Regions from separate parts of the Mus musculus genome. Here regions 2, 3 and 4 are each linked to region 1. Evidence: chromatin contacts called from public promoter capture Hi-C data. All regions are on one chromosome and are shown on one strand. Each heading gives the region's core, a stretch centred on a gene start, on an enhancer-like site or on the middle of the called end of the contact. The rest is flanking DNA. Distances are from core to core; before and after follow the strand shown.

Region 1 (3,415 bases), core at 545-3,044:
GGCTTTAGGTTGGAGACAGAACACAGAAATAAATGTACTTTTGGTGGAGGGAAGTAGCACTCAGGCGGGACATGCTGCGTTGGCTGTGTGGAGGGCAGATCTGGACTGAGACTTGGTAAGCGCTGGCAACTGAAGCCATGGAGCAGCTGAAATGAGCTCAGGGGAATATGAGTCCTTCAGATGCAAAGAGCAGGGATAACAGGTCTTCCCACACCCTCCCCCAGCCCTTAAGCTAGCTCTCCAGTTATCATACATAACGCCGGATGTCGACAGCTACTAAAGCATTCTTTATTCTTCATTGCTTCTTCCAGCTTCCAGAGGCTGAAGATGAGAGGATCTCACACATCACTGAGACTGCCCTGCTGGGGGTGGGCCTTAACTGTGGTGACTTCACTAAAGAGGACCGCTAGCTACTCTCAGGCCGCCGGTAACCCTGAGTATGTACATCCCTTCCCAGAAATGCCTTTCTGGTCGGTCTCTTGATGCCGCGGCCATCAAGCCAGCTGGAGCAGGCCGTGGCCGGCCAGCAGGCCCTGGGTACGATTGTACACATCCTCCAGGACGCCGGCGGCCCGGGCCAGAGCAACCCGCGCGTCCGCCTCTCCTGTTCCGGGACACGCCAGCTGGAGCAGGCGACCGCGACTCGGGAGGGCCAAGATCGCCAGGCGAGCGGCCTGACGGATAAGCCATGGATGGTGCGGGGCCAGGGCGGTGCTGTAGGCTTCCCCGCACTGCGTGCCCGCATCTGGACCTCCAAGCGTCCCTGTCGCCACCCTGTGGAGGCAGAGCTGGGACCAGCGCAGCGCGCGATGCAACAAAAGTAGCGTTCGAGAGCCCGAGGACCCGGCTGAATGCCCAGGTTCGGTTCCCGGGCGCTGTAGCAATCCTGCTCCCCGCTCCCATGTGATCATAGTCATCAGCGATGTGTAGTGTGAAGCATTGGGGCCGTGCACACGAGCCTCGAGGTCGGTCACCTTGTTGAAGGCCTCGCTGGTGGCAAAGGCGAAGACAGTGCCAAGGGGAGTTAGGAACCTGTTTGGTGGTGGAAGTGGGGAGATGACTTGCGAAACCACAGAATCATTTGGAGGAAGATGGGCTTGGGGAAGGGAGACCACTCACCTAAGTAGTTCTCTCCATCCTGCCAGATACTGAGACAACGCCACATCCCCTTCAGGGCTCATACAGGCCAGGAAGGGGCTCACCATGCGACCCAGCGCCCCATGAGGCCCTAGACAGGGAAGCTCTTCCTTCTCTGGGACCACTAGGGGTCTGGCCGCTGGGCCAGTCTGGGAGATAGATATAAGAGATACATGAAAAGTTCCTAGCCTGCTAGGCCTACTTAGCCACTGTTGGGCCCTGAAGAATGTCCCTCAGGTTTAGCTGGGGTTCCTCCTGGTTATTCTTGACATCTGAAGGGGGGAGGGAACAGAGAGGGAGGAGCCTCCTTTCATTCGATTCTCAGTCTGGTTCCCCTGTTTCTTTGTTGCAGAGTCCCCAGACTCTGGCCTTAAAACTCAAACATACCTGGGAAGGTAGCGGTCTCTCTGGATTGCAGGACTGCACCCCTGCCGGGAAACTAAGCAGGGAGCCGAGGACTGGAGAAGGAGAAGGGAGTTTGAGTCCCCGCAGGCCGGACTGCTGGGTTCTCTGAGCTGGTAAGGGGAAGGGCCACTCATAGAAGAACCATATACTGATGTAAAGAAGTAACAGCGTTAAGATAGCGAAGGGAATTGCATGGCGGAACCAGCGTCCCAGGGCTGGGGACAGTGAGACCCCCATGACCATCGCTGGTGCACCTCACCTAGCTAGTTGGTGGCCTTTCCCTTCCCGTGGTGTCCAGAGGTGCAGAGAGTTAATAATTAATCTATTAAGGACCCCTCCCTTGTGTCCTTTGCCCTAGAGGTCAGATCCTAGGGTGAGAGACATAATGACGATTTGGGGGACATAATATGTGACCTGTCTCTGCATTGCCTTTACCTGTGGGGCTAGCTTGTCGTAAGAGGCAGCGTCTTGTGGGTTCTCCTTAAATCTGGACACGAATCCACTGTAAGCTGCAGATAATGGGCCTTTGTAAATCTCATGTGAGGATCAATTGATAACGCATGTGAAAGCATTCCAAGTGGAAAGCTGACCACAGTTGCCCAATACGTCTTACTTGTTAAGGCTCGAGGATGGGGCTTTAGGCTCTCTCTCTCTCTTTTTTTTTTTTTTACATTCTTGCCGAGAGGTCTGGAAACCTTGGGAATAAAAATTTCAATTCCCCAGGAAGCTTACTGGGCTTCTCTGAAGGAGCCACTGACAAAGAACCTTTAGCCAATGATGGCCTGAGTTAGGGAGGATAAGGCTGTAGCTGAGTCTGCTTGTGAGACTCCTGGCTGAAGAAGATAACAAAGCCAGAACTGAGCTGGCTTCCAAAAATCTTCAGGGTCTCACCAATTATAATAGAACTAACCTAGCACCTAATGAAAATGGTACTAATGTTACTGCTTTGACCCTTACCAATCATATTAGAGGTTACCTAGTCCTTCTGGGAAATTCCCCTAGACCTGCCTAAAAGGATGTCTTGCAAGCCCCTCAAGTCATTGCCATTTTGTTGTGACCCCTGCATGCTGGTAATTTCTGCAGAATAGACGCTCTTTGCCTTTGCACACTATTTGAGTCTGGGGCCTTCCATCAGTGATTCTTGGACATTATAATTTAATTTTTTGAGCTTCACTTTAGCGTTTCATTCATTAAATCAGTCATTACTTTCCTATGGCAGGCCCTACACTAGACCCCCAGAATACAAAAGTATTTTCATAGCTGGGCACAGTAGCTCAGGTCTTCATGTAACCTTAGGTATTTGGGAGGCTGAGATAGGAATATCAAAAGTTCAAGGCCAGCCTGGATAACTTATCTAGACTCTGTCTTAACATGCTTTATAAAAAGGGACACTCCAACTCTAGTGATAATGTTTAGGCCCAGCATCTGACATACCATTGTAGGTTTCCCTGTAATACAGACTCTAACAAGAAATGGCTATCCAGAACCCCTGTTAATCTTTATTCCAAGAAACTTAGAAAAGCACCCAAATCCACACATGGTGCGTGCCCAGGCAGACTTTGAGGAGTTTGTGCTCTGAGAACTAAAGTCCTAGGGAACCTGCCTAAAACAACAACAACAATGGGTGACCCCACCTGTGCTAAATATGCCCATGACAGGATCTGGCATTCTTTCCTTATTGAGGAGCAGAAAACCAGTGTGTAAGTGTTGACAGCACAAATACAGAGTCAGAAAACGAAGTAAACATTAAGCTTTTTAAAATAATAAAAATCAAATCAAGCCTTGTTCTGTGAACAACATTAAAAATCGTTTAAAAAATTTTTTTTAAAGTATAAAATGGGTTAGGGATATAGTTCAGTGGTAGTGTCTTCCT
Region 2 (3,415 bases), core at 437-2,936, 900 kb after region 1:
GGTCAGTGCCTATGGTTATGGTCTTAGGAAAACTTGATATGGTGATCCCAAAGAAGAGGCAGGAGAGAGAGGGCGTAAGTCAGCGTCCTGCCAACTCCCTCATTGCCTCGCCTTCAAATCGAAAGGAGAGCCAGCCTTCCGATTCAGTCAGATCTTGAGCCCCTAGAAATTTGTACAAGTTCACGGCCTTCTTGTTCCAATCCAGAACTGCCAGGCGGAACTGGGAGCAACCCTTATTCAGGGCAACCTGTAGAAGACATACGCTTACTGCACAGGGCTCAAAAACTAATGGCTGGCACACACCTTTAATCCCAGCACCTTTAATTCCTGCAGAGGCAGGCAGACCTCTGAGTTGGAGGCCAGCCTGGTCTACAGAGCAAGTTCTAGGACAATCAGGACTACACAGAGAAACCCTGTCTTGAACAACAAACAATAAAAAGAAAAATCTTTCTCATCCCCCTCATTCAACCTCGACACTCCCACTTACGTGACTGATTGATTGATTGATTGATTGATGGTTTGGCTGACTGGCTGGCTTTCGTTTGGGGGCGGTAACTAGTTTGTAAGCCCCACCCCTTTGCTCACCTCAGCCACCTTTTTGATTATTTTGGTACCAATCCCTTGACCTATAGTGGAGAAAGGGACAGGAAGGACTATTATTTGAGTTGAAAGGGTATCAAAGGAAACTATAATCTGAGGTTGGGGTAATGGGATAGGTCTGAGGACTGTTCATTGGGTCTGTGGGCATTCTGTCCATCCTTAGCCCCAGCCAGTACCCCGATATTGCGGCATCACATAGATGTCTTCCAGATAAACGTTTCGTCCGGTCCATGTGCTATAGATGAAGTAGTACAGCCCATAGCCCACCACAAGGGACCCTGAAAATGAGAGAGAAGAGTGAGGCTTTTGGGAGGAAAAACACGGAGGATAACTGCAGGCTTCCTTACCTTGTGACTCCCCAGGTGCTGGGATAATCTCTGCCACCAAACAGTGAAAGAAAGGGTTCTCTCCAAAGCCATCTGCTCGCAGAGCTATAAAGATTGGAGGTATGACAAAAAAGGCAGAGATGGGCCGGGAAAAACCGGAACTTGGAGTAAAGCCCAGTCCAGTAGTTACGATCTTAGGACTCCATCCTTCCACCCCATCACCCGCCCCCCATCTCAATCAGGACCCAGGTGCACAGCCTCACCCACCTTCTTCACTGATCTTCACCTGATGGGACAGTTTCTCGAACTCTGCCAGTTCCTATAACAGGGGTACCAAAACAACATTAAGGCAGGAAGGTCCTGATCTCTGAGAACAGGGTCCAAAGGTGCACCCTCATTTCTGACTCCCCAACTCCAGCCAAACTGCTCCCAGCCCCCCACCCCCACCCCGCACTGTTTTTCCAAACCGCAGTCTTTACCCGGATCATCCTCATAATGTCTCCACAATCGCTCTCCCTGGCCTCTCGGATTCGCGTGGAAGCCATTCCGAGCCTCACTGTCAAAAATCAAAGATCACAGACAACTCCCACGTTTGCAGAACCGCGGAGGTCTGGTCTCAAAGCTCAGGTCTCAAAGTGCTGGGAGCGAGGGGCAGAAGAAATGCTAGAAGCTTCTAGACAAGATTCTGGCACCAACCGGTCTCAGCTGGGAGGATTAGCCGGCCTGGTGGTCTCTTCTGCCAGAAAAGGCCTTAAATTCTGAGCCCCCTCCGGGCCTCCCTGCAGCCAATCAGCTTGCTGCTTACGACCATTTCCCCACCCCCACCCCCTGGTCCCGCCTCGCCTCGCTGTCCAGTGACTGGACTCTGCGCCGGACTACTTAAGCTTCCTGTTTGTTTGTTTATTTTTTGTATTTTGTATTTTATTTATTTATTTTGGTTTTTCGAGACAGGGTTTCTCTGTGTAGCCTTGGCTATCCAGTCTGTGTCGTACATACCTCAAGCTTAAAAGTCCTCCCCTACCCTGCTTTAGTTAGAGTACACTCCAGTTAGCTGCTTTAGTTTTCACTCTTAGCCGTCTAATCACTGGGGCATCCCCGACCCTGAGGGAGCCCAAGACCCCCGACCGGTTCCTGTAGCTGTCTTTGGTAGTGGAAGCCCTGTGCTATGCCTCTGGCAGCTTTTCCTCCTTCCCTTCTTTGGTTCTAGGCATTAAATCCAGTACTCAGGACATGCTGAAAAAAGCCCTACACTTGATTCCTATAGCTGTTTTGTGGCTCATAATGGTGTCCTCAAAGGGACAGTTGTGTTTTGACGTTTCCTCATTAGGTTCTGTTAACAAATCCCTGTAATTAACAGTAACAGCAGGTCCCTTATTCTTTTTTCTCCTTTATATCTGATAGGGTTTGTTGTTGTTGTTGTTGTTTTGTGGTTTTTTTGTTTGTTTGTTTTTTGTTTTTGAGAGGCTGGCCTCGAACTCAGAAATCCACCTGCCTCTGCCTCCCAAGTGCTAGGATTAAAGGCGTGCGCCACCAAGCCAGGCCTGATAGGGTTTTCAGGGAGTGGAAGATTTTCCTGGATATGTAGCCCAGGCTAGGCTCAAATTTGCTGTGTAGCCAAGGATGATCTAGAACTACTGATTTTCCTGCCTCTACCTCCCCAGTGCTGGGATTATGTATATCACTATATCTGACTTAGCCTCAAACCTTTGATGTTCTGGGCTCAATACCCCTTTGTTCTCCAGTAGCAACTGGGGCTACAATCTTGTGCCACCGTGTCCACCTCTTTTTTTGCTTTGTTTTTGTTTTTGTTTTTTTGAGACAAAGAGTCTCACTCTAACACCCATGCTGGCCTGAAACTCATGATACAGCTGAGGCTCTCCTCAAACTCAAAGCAGCCTCTTATCTCTTACAACTTCTCCAGTGTCAAGTGTTTGGGTTGTCGGTGTGAGCACCACGCCCACTCAGCCTTGAGTTCTTATTTTATTTTCAGTGAGTGAGTGTGCTGTCTGTGCAGTTGTGCTTGCTGGTGCATGCGAATTCTCGGGGAGCAAGAAGTCTAGGTTGAATCTCTTCTTCAGTTACTCTGAGAAAGAGAGAGAGAGAGAGAGAGAGAGAGAGAGAGAAAGAGAGAGAGAGGCCTTCCACCAAGAAGCCTGGAGCTCAGCAGTCAATCCTGCTAGGCAGGCTGGCCTCTGTACCCTCTACTGCTCCATCTTCCCCAGCGCTAGGGTCAAAGGTGTGTGCCACTCAGTCCAGGTGGATTGTAGGTGTGGGCCATCCAAACTTACAGCTTCCTGTTTGCACAGCAAGCTCTCTACTCTGGAGTTCTTTCCCCAACCAAGTCTTGAACTCTGGATCTGAGCCTCAGTAGCTTTGATTACATTCCCTCCCCCCACCTCTACCCCGCTACATCTGTTTTTGTTTGTTTGTTTGTTTGTTTTTGTGTGTGTGGGTATGGAGTGTTTGTGCCTGCACTGTATATATGTCCA
Region 3 (3,415 bases), core at 675-3,174, 620 kb after region 1:
GCCTTCCCCGAAGCCCTCACCATTATGCGAATCAAGGCTGTTAGGAAACGTCTCCGGCCGTGCCTGCGCTGGGGACACCATGAAGGCTAGGGACCAGGTAGGATGGGAGGGGAATAGGGTTCAGCTCATGCTTCAGGGCCCAGTCAGGAGACCATCTCTTCTAACCCCTCTATTCCCCTGTAATGGCTCTGGGCTCAATGGTCCCTTCCCTCCCCCAGCTGACTTGTGACTGCTTTCGCCCCATTTCTTCAGCCAAAACTCATGTTTCCCCGAAGCTGTGTTCTCACCTTCATCCACAGAGGTCCCCTGTTCCAACAGGGCTGAATCTTCTGGAGGGGCCAAGGGCTCAAGGGGAGGTGTGGGGACAGGAGTGGGAGGGCTGAAGCCTGGCTCGGAGGGCAGCACAGTGATCTGGGTGCACTTGCCATAAAGGTCCACAACAGCCCAGACACGAGCAGGCAGGCCTGTGGCTGCCACACCACAATCCCGCCCGTTTACCCAGAGCCGGAGCTCCCCAGTGGCTGTGCGTTCCACACCCACACGGTCCCCTTCGACAAGCTGGTCCAGGTCCTGGCCATATTCCTCCAACACAGAGCGCCCGTCCCGCAGCACTGAGCAGCCTGACACTACCCAGGAGCCTCCCTTCAGCCCGGTGGCACTGCTCGGGAAGTCCAACACACTGGGATCCAGTGCTGTCACTCCAATCTCAATGGAGCCACTCCAGGAGTTGACCTATGAGAGGGTGGTGGACAGAGTTTCTGTATGAAATCCCATCACCAGAGGCCACATTCCAGAGCACCGTGTGCCTCTCACCCTGTCCTCTGAGGCCACTGACATAGACACACAAATAATTTTTGGAACTAGCCTCCATAACTACCAGGACCCACTGGCTCTCAGCATCTGTGTCTGCTGACACGTGTTTTAGCACATCACCCCCTCTACCCACTGAACAAGCTGGTTAAAGGCCCTGGTTTTAACCCGATCTCCTCTTACTTCCCAGTCTCTGTAGCTCCTCAGCCACTCCAATCCCATGCTTCTTAGGTCCACAATGCTCGCTCTCCTACATCACTCTCATTCCCAACCCCAATACTCTAGTAGGGCAAAGCTCCACCCAAATTCATTCTCTTCTCTTTCCAAATTCGTTTTGGAGTCAAGCAAGTCACATACACTCCCTTTTTCGCATGTCTCCTCATCTATCTTTCTGGTTTGGGACGTTTGTCAACAGTTTGCGCTTTTTATTATTTCTCTACTCTTCCATCTCGGGCACCTGTCAGTCTTCCATCCCTAAGAGATTGTGCTAGACGTGTTCACTAGCCATTCTAACCACCGGACCCTGGCTCCCTGTCCTGCGGGAAACGAATGCTCCTTCAGAATGAATGTGTCTGCTCCGTGTCCTTCTCCTTTCTCTTCCCCGGTGCACTACAGTGTGCCGGCTCGCTATCGGTACCTGGAGGCTCGGTTGGAGATGCAGACCTTCTGGCAGTCCTACCGCTTCTCCCTCCCGTCCCCTCCCACTCCCCTCCACACCTCGTTTCAGCTGCCCCGGCTTTGCACCTTGCGGTCGATGCGGACGGTGAAGACGCGTCCATCGCGCAAGGGTTCTCGGCTCAGCACCAGCCCGTGGTTAAACTCTTGGCCCGGCTGCTGCCGCCGCGCCGTGCGCCCGCAGGCCGACAGGCTGACCAAGCGCCCGGTGCGCGGGTGCAGCTCCCCGCCACCGCCGAGACCCCCGCCGGACCCCAGGCCTGGTCCGCTGCTGCCAGGGCCCCCACCCCCGCCGGGCCCCGGTCCTGGCCCGGGGCCCGCCCCAGAGCCCCCACTCCCACCCGACCCCGCCGCCATCGCCGCTGATACCGCGGCCGCGCGACAGCCGCGCTTGGCGGCACCGTGGCAACCGCGGCGGCCAGACGCCCTGGGGGAATACGGCCGGGGGGCTGGGGCCTGGTGTGCTTTACGGCACTGAAGCGTCCGCAGCTAAGGAACCGAGGTCTCTCACGAGGGGAACGGAAGGACGACGGGGTCGGGGGACTGCTTTACGGCCCAGCGGGACGACAGAGGCTACGAGAGCCGGGAAGATTTGGGCTGCTTTTGCGACAGTGGATGGCAGAATCGCCCGCCGCAGGCGTCTTTGCGACGAAGGCGTGCTGGCGCCCAGATACACTTTGCGACGTCGCCCGGCGCCTTGGACCCAACCCTTGTTAGGGAAAAGCGACATATTAGAGCATTCGCCTTAACGCAAGGGCTGGTGGCTTCCCCTAACACCGCACGCTTTAAGGCGATGGAAGTAAACGCTATCTTCGGGACAGAGAAAAAGTAGTTTTATAAATCCAAGTCTCAGCCCTTCACAGTGCCGAGGCCGGAAATGTCGCAATCCGATCACGCATCACACCTCTCCTTGACCCAGTCTCGCACCTCACCCCGCTCCGGCCCCACAGACTTTGCATCACACCTCTCCTACCCGCACACATTTCAAGGCCAACTTGAGCTCTGTGCCAATGAAACTCTTAAATCTTAAAAGTTACTAATAAAAATCCTAGCGGTGTCCCGTTGGGTAATCTCAAGGGACAGAGCGGACACCTCTGAGAGGTTACCTGAGAGCTATTAACAGAACCCAGCCCTACTCAGGCTCTCCCTGGTGTTGCGGGGCTGTGACATCACAAGGCTCCTCACCGCTGGCCAGGCCCCTTGACTGTGATTGGTTGATTCGGAGAAGGGCGGTGATGGAGAAGGGCGGGAACAAATTACAGAGACAAAGAAAGTCTTGGGGTGTAACAATAAGGGAAGGGTGTGCGGAGGAACTCCCAGGCTGAAGTCTGATAGTCGACCTTTCACCTGCCTCAGCGCCAGGGAGAAGAGGCAGAGGAGGTCCGGTCTGACCCGGAGCCCCCAGCGCCCACCGCCCGCCGCGATGGGGGCAGGGCCAACGGGCAGGGCTATGTGCAGCTAGAAGGGTAGGCAGTGGAATTGAAGTGGTTACCAAGTTGAGCTATGGAGAAGCCGGAGTCTCTCGCACCTGTTAGTGGCCTCAGTGCAGAATCCCCTGGGGGGGTTTCTAGGGCAGTACCTGGCAGTGCCAGAGGTATGCAAACAGACACCGGATTACCCCCCGGAGTAGCCTTGCTTCGCGGTCCTGGCTCCCTCTTGCATTCCGGGAACCCTGTAGTCCGCAGTCCTGGTCCAATTCAGCCCTCTGAAGGGGCAGTGACCCTCAATTCAGGACCCGCTCCGCAACTTCAGGAGGTTGCAAGCCTTGGGTCCAGCACATCCCCTGGCACTGGAACTGGTGCAACTAAGGCGTCCACCCCCGGGCCGGAGGAGGCTAAAGTGTACAGCTCGGAGAGTAGTACACACTCCGGGACATCTTTCACGGAGCGGCCTCGGAGCATCCTAAAAAACAGCAGCTCCATTTTGATAA
Region 4 (3,415 bases), core at 359-2,858, 600 kb after region 1:
CTGGCTAGGATTGGATTATGTAGGCTACCATAGCCTTGAACTACTGATCTGCTGATCTCAGCTTTCTCAGTGCTGGCATTCCACAGAAAACGACAGAAAATTCAGGAAAAGTGACTGAAAGATATAGGGTGGATAGTTCTACTGTGCTACACAAACACGTAATAATTCCAATTAAGTGCTTGCAAGCGTTCCAGTAAGTTGGAGATTAAGATATCATTTAATATCCTTACTTAGTGGTAAAGAAATTAAAAGTACAGTAATTTGAAGTGATTTCTCAAAACTATAGGTGGCAGTGCATGCCTTACATCCCAACACGAGAGGCAGAGGCAGGTGGATCTTAAGGCCAGTCTGGTCGACTGAGTGAGTTCCAGGACAGCCAGAGCTACACAGAGAAACCCTGTCTTGAAAAACAACAACAAAACCACCACTACCACCAAAAAGGTTTAGATTCCTAGACCAGATTTTTTTGTTTTGCTTTTGAGTCAAGAATTCACACTGTACAGACCAGACTGGCCTTGAACCCACCTGGCTCTTACAGGATTAAGGGAGTGCTCCACCACGCCTGCATTATCTAAGGAGTAGGAATCCTGATCGCTCATCTTTAGATAACGTCAAAGTAATTTAATATTGCACTGTTTTGTTTTTTTCTATTCTCCTGCTCCAGTTTCTCAAACTCAGAGATTACAGGCATCATAAATTTCAAGACCAACTTTATGTGCTGGCTTTATAACAAGTCTCAGCCTCCTAGCGATCTGGCAATAAAGTCTGTGTCGCCTGGTCCAGAGCCACTCTTCTCATAGGGAGTTTGATTTTGGAAGAAACATTAGACATTTCCTTTTAGAAACCTCAAGCCGACCTGGGAAAACAATCGGAAACGCTATGTAGTTCTCTTTATTTAGGATTTAGAAAGGAAAAGCTTCTATGCGAACCTTAGGAATCAACACTAACCAGGGTTTAGACAAGATGGTGGCTTGTATCGGATAGCTCTGGATACTGAAACTATAGCGCACAAGTTGTGTAAAGTACCGAAGCCGGGATGGTTGTAATCCGACCACACTAGCGTGAGAGCAGAGTCTCCCACGGAAAGCAGTCTCTTGAGCACGTGCAGAGCTGGGACAGCGATTCGGAGAAGAGCCACACACCTAACTAGAAAGGTTCTCAGAAACGTGTTTGTGAGTTGTTCAATTCCAGTTAAAGCCGAGGTGTGGCGCCTGCTCAGACGCATGCGTTCTTGACGCCGCAAGCAGCACAGTGGCGTGGTCTTTTCAACACCCCGCGTAGGGACGACGTCTGAGGTGGAAGGGGCGTTTAGGATTCCTAACACGCATGCGTTGAGACCCAGGCGTTTCCTTCGGAGGGTGTGGAGTGCAGGGTTCTGTATTGCGCAGCCGCAAGGGTTGCCCGGTAGAGCGAGCTGTCGCTCAAGGGGAGGGAAGAAGAGGTTGAAGGGATTTAAAAAAAAAAAAAAAAAACCCGGTGCGCCTGCGCATTGCCGACTGGTTGGAAGCACTACGGACTGGAAAGGGGCGGGGTCACGTGTGTGCGTCATCCGATGGGTAGGTGGGAGAGAGGGTGGAGATCGGGGAGGGTCCATGCGCTTGCGCAGTGCGGGGGTGGAAGGTGGTGGAGCTACCTAGCACGCTTGCGCGGCTGTCATAGGGCTGCTTGGTTGGTCAGTGGGGAGTCGGCGCCTGCGTACTAAGACCCGTGTGCAGCAGCGGCGGCGGCGCTAGAGGCGGCGGCGGCGGCGGCGGCAGCACAGTAGCGGGTTCGGAGGCAGCAGTTGGGCTCGCGGCGAGCGGACCAGGTCAAGTCAGTGCGTTCGCGCGAGGTGAGAGCGGGCAGGGCGCGCCTGCGCGTAACCTCGGTTTGAGCTACGAACGAGAGACGGAACTACGCGGGGGTCGGGGAGGGGGGCAGAAGGGAGCGGCGGCTGTCGCCGCACGGGTTCGGTGAGGGAGCGGCGCGAGGTGCGGAGAGGCGGGTGCAGGGCCCGGTTGGCGCGAGGGGTGACGGTTGGGGCCGGCCGGGTGACGTTGGAGCGACGCAGGGCGGGGGACGGCGAGCCGCGAGGCCGCCACGCGGGAGAGGCCGCCAGGCGGCCACGCCGGGGCGAGGGCCCGGGGCCAGATCGGCCCAGACAGGGCAAAGGCTCCTGTGCGGTTGAGGACCGGCGCTGCGCGGCCACGTGAGGTGGGGGAGGGGGCTGTTAGGTGAGGGCATGTGGAGGGGGTTGGCGGCCGGCGGGGGGAGGGGAGGCGGCATGGTCCTGGCCTGGCGCAGCTTTGGGGCAGGGGCAGCCGTAGCACCGGAAGTGTTCCCCATTGGAGGCTGCCCTCGGGGTCCGAGGCCATGCGGCCGAACGTTGACCGGGGCCGCATGGCTGCACGGGGACCCCTCCCCCCTGGCCCGGGCCACCGGAAGCCCCGGGCGACCACATGGTGGGCGCGAGCCGGCAACCCTCAGCGCAAGGAGCTCTGGTCTTTTTTGGGTTTCTCCGGAGCCTTGGATTTTGGCGTGCGGGAGAGACCCTACCCTTGGGTCTCACTCATCCCGCAGGGCCCGTTGCAGGCATATGTTAGTGTTCCCCAGCCTCATGGGCCTCTGGAGCTCATCCCTCAGTCTTCATATGAAGTGAGACGTCCAGCCAGATGTAAGTGGTACTGCTTTGCTGGGGAAACCGGGAAAAGTGGGGAAACTGAGGGCGATTGGACTGATGCCCAACTCTTTCTCGGCCCATGCCGACAGCGCCTGAAAGTAGTGAGCTTCTAGTTCCCCTGCGGTGATCTTCGATCTTCACCATGCCAGTGCCTTCCCTGTCGTGTTTTGTTTGGGAGTTACTGTGTTTTAAAGTCCTTTACTCTGCCAGCCTAGTACGATTTCTATTACTACTACGAATCTTTTGCTTTCATTTTATTGTCATTCACCACCCCTCACTTTCTACTGACTGTACAGGCTGGGCCTGAAAAGCCGACAGGACTGGTGCATCCTGGGAAAAGTGGGAGGGCCATCGACAAAAGGCTGAGTTCCCTTCGGGAACTGAGATCGAAATGTTTGGCAGTGGGATCCTTTAGGAAACTACTTTCTCTCCCTTGACTGCATCTGCAAGTGCACGTTGGAGGCGGGAATCCCCCAAAGAGGCCTTGTGGTTTCCTGTACCAATGACTGGCTTGTGTGTGGACAGGGTGGGGGGGTGGTGTAACAACTGGGTGGGGCCTTGTCCTCCGTCTCCACCCCTCCATTAGCCCCGCCCTTCAGCTGGCTCATTGCTGCTCACCTAATTATAGTCCTGGCAGAGTGTGGGGAAGAGGGGGTGGTTGGTTTCAGTGGCGAGTAACACCTGAGTCCTACTCGCTCCCGGGAAGTAGCCCTTTCCTCATCTCTGGGATTTGGCATCCCAACTCCCAGGAGGCTT

What was found. Promoter capture Hi-C pulls out the DNA fragments that hold promoters and counts their contacts.
Region 2: a contact with region 1 is called in a promoter capture Hi-C map of liver, with 2.1 times the contacts expected there. The contact joins the promoter of Sat2 here to the promoter of Gltpd2 in region 1. A contact is called at or near these places in 1 of 39 promoter capture datasets (liver) and 1 of 9 other capture datasets (adipose tissue).
Region 3: a contact with region 1 is called in a promoter capture Hi-C map of liver, with 2.1 times the contacts expected there. The contact joins the promoter of Neurl4 here to the promoter of Gltpd2 in region 1. A contact is called at or near these places in 3 of 39 promoter capture datasets (the C10 cell line and liver), 2 of 115 datasets of contacts at active chromatin or transcription factors (bone marrow-derived macrophages and memory CD8 T cells) and 2 of 9 other capture datasets (adipose tissue and liver).
Region 4: a promoter capture Hi-C map of liver shows a contact between it and region 1, with 2.6 times the contacts expected there. The contact joins the promoter of Eif5a here to the promoter of Gltpd2 in region 1. A contact is called at or near these places in 2 of 39 promoter capture datasets (both in liver), 1 of 484 Hi-C or Micro-C datasets (liver), 2 of 115 datasets of contacts at active chromatin or transcription factors (bone marrow-derived macrophages and microglia) and 1 of 9 other capture datasets (pancreatic islet).

What each region holds. Positions count from the first base shown.
Region 1 is chr11:70,517,588-70,521,002 of GRCm38.p6, reverse strand. It overlaps Gltpd2 (glycolipid transfer protein domain containing 2), which reads right to left and starts at 1,794. Exons shown (of 3, transcript NM_146020.1): 1 at 1,525-1,794; 2 at 1,120-1,286; 3 at 267-1,032. The coding sequence starts at 1,785. The coding sequence ends at 495.
Region 2 is chr11:69,620,323-69,623,737 of GRCm38.p6, reverse strand. Sat2 (spermidine/spermine N1-acetyl transferase 2) reads right to left here and starts at 1,686. Exons shown (of 6, transcript NM_026991.3): 1 at 1,406-1,686; 2 at 1,194-1,245; 3 at 948-1,031; 4 at 777-878; 5 at 586-626; 6 at 1-247. The coding sequence starts at 1,471. The coding sequence ends at 80.
Region 3 is chr11:69,900,325-69,903,739 of GRCm38.p6, reverse strand. It overlaps Neurl4 (neuralized E3 ubiquitin protein ligase 4), which reads right to left and starts at 1,924. Exons shown (of 29, transcript NM_001013414.3): 1 at 1,555-1,924; 2 at 288-732; 3 at 21-86. The coding sequence starts at 1,842. It overlaps 2810408A11Rik (RIKEN cDNA 2810408A11 gene), which reads left to right and starts at 2,826. Exons shown (of 9, transcript NM_001382461.1): 1 at 2,826-3,415. The coding sequence starts at 2,989.
Region 4 is chr11:69,919,579-69,922,993 of GRCm38.p6, reverse strand. It overlaps Eif5a (eukaryotic translation initiation factor 5A), which reads left to right and starts at 1,608. Exons shown (of 6, transcript NM_181582.4): 1 at 1,608-1,831.